Regions from separate parts of the Mus musculus genome. Here region 1 is linked to region 2. A link is a contact called in public promoter capture Hi-C data. All regions are on one chromosome and are shown on one strand. The core of a region is the stretch at or near the end of the contact, and the rest is flanking DNA. Distances in the headings are between cores, read along the strand shown. Region 1 holds the start of Actr6 (ARP6 actin-related protein 6). Region 2 holds the start of Hsp90b1 (heat shock protein 90, beta (Grp94), member 1).

What was found. Capture Hi-C pulls out chosen DNA fragments and counts their contacts.
Region 1: a promoter capture Hi-C map of adipose tissue shows a contact between it and region 2. The contact joins the promoter of Actr6 here to the promoter of Hsp90b1 in region 2. A contact is called at or near these places in 1 of 39 promoter capture datasets (pre-B cells) and 1 of 9 other capture datasets (adipose tissue).

What each region holds. Positions count from the first base shown.
Region 1 is chr10:89,730,311-89,733,755 of GRCm38.p6, forward strand. Actr6 (ARP6 actin-related protein 6) reads right to left here and starts at 1,985. Exons shown (of 11, transcript NM_025914.3): 1 at 1,864-1,985. The coding sequence starts at 1,931.
Region 2 is chr10:86,703,753-86,707,574 of GRCm38.p6, forward strand. Hsp90b1 (heat shock protein 90, beta (Grp94), member 1) reads right to left here and starts at 1,692. Exons shown (of 18, transcript NM_011631.1): 1 at 1,555-1,692; 2 at 542-644. The coding sequence starts at 1,603. It overlaps Ttc41 (tetratricopeptide repeat domain 41), which reads left to right and starts at 2,059. Exons shown (of 16, transcript NM_001003910.2): 1 at 2,059-2,265.

The DNA of each region.
Region 1 (3,445 bases), core at 735-3,234, 3.0 Mb after region 2:
TCATTCATTCATTCATTCATTTCTTAAAAGAATATAGCAAAATAAAAGACAAAGTGAAAACTATCACATTGAAGCTGGACAAGACAAAAGAGAAGGAAAAGAGCCCACAAGAAGGCACAAGAATCAGAGACCCACTCATTCACACGCTCAGGAGTCCCAGAAACACACTAAACTGGAAGCTAGAGTATAAGCACACAGGACCTGATGCAGAGCTGTGCAGGCCGTGTGCACAGGGCTTCAGTCTCTGAGGACTCATGACCTTTGCTCATGTTGATTTAGAAGGCCTGGTTATCTTGCTGTCCTCCGTCCCCTCTGGCTCTGAGGGGACGGATTTGCTGGAGACAAACCATTTAGAGCTGAATGTTCCGAGGTCTCTCACTCTCTGTGTAAAGTCTGGCTGTGGGCCTTGATTTGTCTTTAACGAGATCAGGGGGCCAGGAATGATGGGTTATGCTTACAATTCCAGCACTCAGGAGGCTGAGACAGGAGGACTCTCATGAGTTTGAGGCCAGTTTAGGATACACAATGCCCAGCTGGGCCACTGCGTAAGACCTTATCTCAATAAAGAACCACAGGGGCTTGGAGGCTATATAGTTCAGTAGCACAGCACTTTCCTAACATGTCCTAGGCCCATAATTCATTCTCCAGCACATTAAAAACAAAACAGAAAATCTGGTTCTATATGTATTTACATGCATCTGTTTATTTATGTATTTATGTGCACAGGTATTTTTCCTGCGTGTATGTCTGTGCACCGTGTGTGTGTGTGTGTGTGTATGTGAGAGAGAGAGAGAGAGGGAGAGAGAGAGAGAGAGAGAGAGAGAGAGAGAGAGGGAGAGAGAGAGAGAGAGAAAGAGAGGAGTTACAGACAGTTGTTAGCGGCCATGTAGGTGCTGGGAATTGAACGTAGGCCCTCTAGAAGAGCAGAATGAGCGGGTTAGCCATTTCTCCAGCCCCATGTACCTAGTTCTTAATGAGGAAAAAAAAAACTTATGTGGAAGCCTTATATATAAATGGCTTCCATCACCACTAAAGCTGTGAGAATCTGGTCATATGAGAATCTGGTCATATGGGCTGGGCTAAGAAGTAATGTTGTGCTTGTCCACCGTGCAAGAGTTCAACATAGCATTAAAAAAAAAAAATTCAGTCAAATGCCCACTGAGTTCTGAAGTAGTGGCCCTCAGCTGTAATCCTAGCAACCAGGAGGTGGAGGCAGGAGGATCTTAAATTCAAGGTCATCCTGGATTACACGCTGTGCTGCAAGGCAGCAGGGGGTGTAGCTCTGTGGGAAGGTACTAATTACCTACGCAAAGTCCTAGATTTCAGTTCTAGCACTGTGAAAGTCTACTATTTATTCAAACATACATTTTATAAAACACATCTTAAGATGCCACCGTAGCGTTCCTGACTTTACCAACCAGGTTATTCAACTTGGTTCCCCAATGCCTTCAAACTCCCTGGACTCTAATGAAGTGGGTTTTACTATTTGGGAGGTTGGGGGGCATTGAACCTTTTGAGGATCCGATGAAAACCTATAATCGTGTTCCCCTAAAGGCGAAACGTTGCCCACTATTTCTGAAATTTCATAAACTTTAGTCTCCTCAGTCAATCTCGAGAAGCCTATTTCCCGTTACCAAACGGAACATACATTCACTTCCGCAGCCCCGCGGCCTCAAACAAAAAATCAAAGTCAATTTCAGTTCAAAGCATCAAACCAACCAACGAACCCAGCTCGAAACTGAGCATCCCCCGACTGAGGCTGGAGGCGCGCGATGGCGTCTGTGGATCACGCAAATCGGAAAGCATAGTCTGTCAAGTTAAAAGGCGTACGTGTCCTGTCCCTCGGGAACGACGACCACTTACGAGACACTGTCATGGCTGTAACCGATTTTGGCGTTGTAAGCTCCATTATCCAGAACTAGGGTCGTCATTTCGGCACGCACCACGCTGCAGCGGAGTCGCTTTCCCACTGTTTGAATCTCCTCTGCTCAGGCTTCTTCCGGTACTCTATGGTCGATGGGGGCGTGGCCGTGGCGTAAACTTCCGGTTACCCTGACAACGGAGTACGCCAGAAGTCGAGCAGCGGAGCAGCCCTTCCTGTGCTTGTATCCAGTTTTCAAATGCATCGATTTTCGGTGGCAGCGACATTCCGTAGTAGAAACTGCTAAGTACTTTATTTCTTTTGATTTTCTTTACTGCGCACATTGGCGAGTGGAAGCTTTTTGTGAGCCCTTTGGTGGGCTGCGTGTGCGTGTATCTGATTAGAGTTGTTAAGACACTCCGAGCCTTGAAGAATTGAGTATGAAACCATACGCATCGTGGAACTGGATACGAAGTCTCTTCAGCCTCACCTTCATTTCTTGGCACTCGTCATCAGGTTATAGAATTTGGTCACAATAAATTATGTATGGGCTGTGTTGTTATCTGCGTTGTGCTTTAACTTATTTGCACATTCCCCAACGAATCCCCCTGCTTGTTCTCCGCTACTTATTTATGTATCCTATCTACAAAGGACTTCTTGACATCTGACATGTTCCTTGTCTGCTCTGACTCCTGGAATTAGATATCGTTCCTGGGTGTTTCTGTACAACGGAGAGCTTGTGTTTCATAATGTTAAGAAAAAGTTTTGGAGTTGAGCGTAATGGTACACGCCTTTAATCCCAGCACTCGGGAGACAGAGGGAGGTGGCTCTCTGGGTGTTCAAAACCAGCCTGGTTTACGTAGGACAGCCAGACATACACGATACAGAGAGTCTCTCTCAAAATGTTTTGATTGGAATGTAGACTCTGCTACAAAATAATCTCGGGTAATGAATCTGATATAAATGAATACACAGCCATGCTTAAGAGTAAGTTAGCTACACAGAGAAACCCTGTCTCAAAAAAACCAAAACCAAAACAAAAAAAAAAAAAAAAAAGAGAGAGTAAGCTGTTTCACTTTCTTTACACGTATTAACTAGTGTTTAAAACTCCAGGAGATAAAGAGATGAGAGTGTGGCCTTCTAATTTTAAACTGTGACTATGACATTAAAAACATATAAGCGGGCTGGAGAGACGGCTCAGAGGATAAGAGCACTGACTGCTCGTCCGAAGGTCCTGAGTTCAAATCCCAGCAACCACATAGTGGCTCACAATCACCTGTAATGAGATCTGATACCCTCTTCTGGTGCATCTGAAGTCAGCTACAGTGTACTTATGTATAATAATAAATAAATCTTAAAAAAAATGTTTAAACTAAGCCGGGCGGTGGTGGCGGACATCTTTAATCCCAGCACTTGGGAGGCAGAGGCAGGCAGATTTCTGAGTTCAAGGCCAGCCTGGTCTACAAGTGAGTTCCAGGACAGCCAGGGCTATACAGAGAAACCCTGTCTCAAAAAAAAAAAAAAAAAAAAAAAAAAGAAAAAAGAAAAAAAAAGAAAAAAGAAAAAAATGTTTAAGCAACTTAA
Region 2 (3,822 bases), core at 442-2,941:
GCTGGAAATAGTTCCTAAAATTCCCAGAAAAATACATCTGGCTTCCCTCTACTGAAAAGCAAGTCATGACTTGTGTACGCTTGCACAGTGAACACTTTAGTACCGTCACTAATTCCTAGAAGGCCAAAATTGAAAATATACCTCACCGATTGAAAAGCCCTTTTCTTAAAAGTTAAAGGCATAAAAGTTCTATTTTTCATAGTACTAACTTCACACAGACAAAACCAATCAAGTGTCCTGTCAGGTCTTAGAAAGTTGGAAGCACAAGCTGAGTGGGCTACATCACCACTGGTTTTCTGGTTTTAGATGCTGAGGCTTATCCCTAGCACTTTCCTTCCTGAATCAGCAGTCACTCCCAGGAGCAGACTGCTAGGAGCTTTTGCCTGCAGATAAATGGGCACTCCTAAGATCTTCTCTGGTTATTTTGTATCATTAGCAACATTTTGGGCACTGGACCTTGTAATCTGAATGGAGAAACACCAACAGCCACTCTGCCCCACTAACTTGCAGAGCTTATCAACATAGCTTCAAATGCACCGACCTCTGCACAACTTCATCATCTGTCCTTGAGCCTTCTCGGCTTTTACCCAGGTCCTCTTCCACTGTGCCATCCACGTCGACTTCATCATCAGCTCTGACGAACCCTGGGGAGAAAGGTTACAACTCTCCACACTATTGCTTCCTCTCCTTCGCATAAAAAGCCATATCAACGGGGGCAAGAGTTAACACAATTCAGTAAGTAAATACAAGCTGTTGAGATGGAAGAATTATGTACTGACGTCAATAACCAATGTCAAGGTAAGTTTGCACGCTAAAGTTTAAATATGAATGCTCAAGACCCCCGTTGACTCTGGAAGGCCAGGCAGCCATCACGTGTGTCTATCCTAGGCAGTGAGAGAGGCCCCCGTCTACACCCACACGTGTTGCGCACAGCTGAGAGGAGGTCTCTACACTGGCCAAGCCAAAACTTGGGCCTCACTTAGTTATCACAGGTCAGAATGCAAACAGGGTTTGTGCAACTTCTGTTGAGGGGAACTGAAATCCGGCCCAAAGGGGAAGACATGTCAAGGACAGCTCTTGAAGCACATCGGAATCAGATATTGGGCCACCGCCACGACGCTGGCCCGAGGGCCCACGCTCGCGAGTCGGGCGTTAGAAAACAGAAACGCGCTCCGGGAGTAGAGGGCAGGGGCTGGGGGTCCTCAGGCTCTGGTGGCCAAAGGTCGGACCTGATCACAAAAGTCCTTAGGGAGGGGTTCCAGGAAGGCTTCCCCCGGGAGTAGAGTCCGAGAGACCGCGCCCCGTCAGCGAGACTTCGGGGAGCGCTCTAGCACCATCCGCAGGGTATTTATTTAAATGCCCGGTCTCCAAGTCGCCTTTTCCCAGAGGCCTCAGGGAAAGCATCATCACCCAAGTCTCCTTCGAGGGAACGAGATGGTCCCTGAAACCCCTGTAGGCCACCCGGCGTCCCCAACCCAGGTTCAACGCCCCAAGAACGTTCGAGAAGCGGCCACACAGGAAGGGGAGGGCGCCCACTGCCGCCCGGTCACTCACCGAAGGTCAGCAGGACACAGCAGAGGCCCAACACCCACAGGACCCTCATGGTGCGTGGCCGGCGAGTCGCAAGTCCTTTTCGGTCTCAGGAGCCGCCTCCACCCCCCCAATCCCGAGTCTAAGCTCCTCACACCTCCAGCAGCGCGGTCCGCCCACTAAGCCGCGCGCAGGTCGGGCCGCTTTTCACCCCACTGCTTGCGGGCGGGGGACGGGAAACACGAACTCACCAATCGTGCCTCACCACGCACTCTCTGCACCCAATGGAGACGCATGGGGGGGGACCGCAGCCCGCCAATCGGAACTGTCCAGGTGCGGTGCCCGATGCCCGAAGCGTGGCTCCTTGCGATTGGGCTTGTCCAGCGGCTTTCCTCCAATCAGATGGCTCCGCGGGCCCTCACACACCGGGCCACCCTTTGGCCTGGGAAGCCTTGGTCCCTGAGGAAAACCGTCCAATGAACGTAGGCGCATAGCACGTCTGTCCATTCCTAGAGGTCCCGGGGAACCACTTCCGGCTTCTAGCGAACGTTTAGTCCGTGACTAGGGGAAACGGTAGCCAAGACAATGCGTCCTTTACCCTTTTCTCGTCTACGACGCGGGTCACGTTACGAGTCCTTTCAGCGCTACGTTCGCCGTCACCTTTCTTTTGGGCGTTTCTTTTCGCAAAAGAGAAATTTGTGAGGGGTTGAATATCCGGAATGCGTTTGGATGGTGGTGAGAAACTACAGTTTCCGGCATGCAACGCACTAATCTCATGAATGCTGGGAATTGTAGTCTCTGGCATCTAAGCCAGTTGCGTAGCTTGGCCCTTGCTTACTCCAATCTTGTGTCCGCGGGAAATGTCTCTGAGTGATTATAGGATTTCCACCTCATTCAGATTGCAGAATAGATCTGTGCTTGTTCTAGGACTCTAATGCACACAGTTTTCAGAGGCGGACCTGAAAAGCAGCCCCGCGTAGCCCTAGTCTCACCGTGTCAGAGGGTCAGCCCTGGATTCTGGGCTGGTGGTAGCACCCGGGTTTCCACGTCCGCTTTCTTGCGCGTCACTCAGGGTCCCTAGAGCCTTCAGTTACACTTGGCGTTGCGCTGCTCGCATTTCCTGTCCTCTCTGGTTTGGTTTGCAGTAGAGGGTGGCAGGGGCTCTCCAACCCCGAAGGAAACAAGGACCCAAGTTCCTTTGACATCCCCATAAATATCAAAGAATGACTGGGCAATCTAGAGCCTCTTTTGTGAATCAGCCAGAGAGCGCGGTGGTGAAGTCCAGGCTAGCATAGAACAGGAAAGAACTTATGCAGATACTTGAAAGCAAAAGCCGCAGAGCTTGCAAAACAGCCTGGATTGTGGCTTTGTAACTTCATAGAAACACCTTTCCGCCTTCCGAAAGATAGCAAAAGAGGCTCTTTCTGGTGAGGGAAGTCCCTAAGGCCAGCTTGTACGTTCCGAAATGTTTTCTAAGCTCTTTAGCCTCATTTTAACCAATTTTCCACCAGCACGCTTGCCTGCCTCTAACACATCCATTCCATCACCGCTTTCTCCAAGAAAATTCGAGTTGTTTTTTTTTTTTAGGCAATCCAGGTTCCCGAAGGCAAGCTTTTCAGTGACAATGTCATAGTCCCTTTGACAACTTCAAGAATTTAGACTTGTAGAACTTGAATCTGTGGTTTGGTGTTTACATAATGTGGTGATGGCTTATTTACATCTGTCTGATTTACCTACATTTGCCAAAGCATACAGAAATGTAAGACGAAGGCCTTATGCCTCTGTGCTTGTGTTTGTTGTTTAGAGCATACCAGGATCTTATTTATTTGTGCTTTTGGAAAAAGATGGCCATTTCTGCGTATGACAGCCCATCATCCACTTTCTTTCTTTCTTACTCTCTTTCTTTCTTTCTTTCTTTCTTTCTTCCTTTCTTTTTTTTTTTTATCGAGCAAGTAAGCAAGTATTGTGAAACTGTGACTGCATCTTAACTGGCCAGTGGGAGGTAGATCGGGCTGCACCTGGGAGGAACTGAGAATGAGATTTGTCCTCCAAAATAAAGCTGGTGGGTTTTTGGTTTTGTTCTTTTTTTTTTTTTTTTTTTTGGGGGGGGGGGGTAGAAGTTTCTGCAGATGATGGTCCCCAGATAGAAAGGAGAGAGAGAGAGAATCAGAGAGAGAGAATCTACTTCCAGACTGGCAGAAGATGGTCAGTCCTTATCTGACTTGCTGGCCAAGCTCCCTGGAAAATACATGGCTTTCAGCTGAGGAGAGATGGCTTAGTGGATAAAATGAT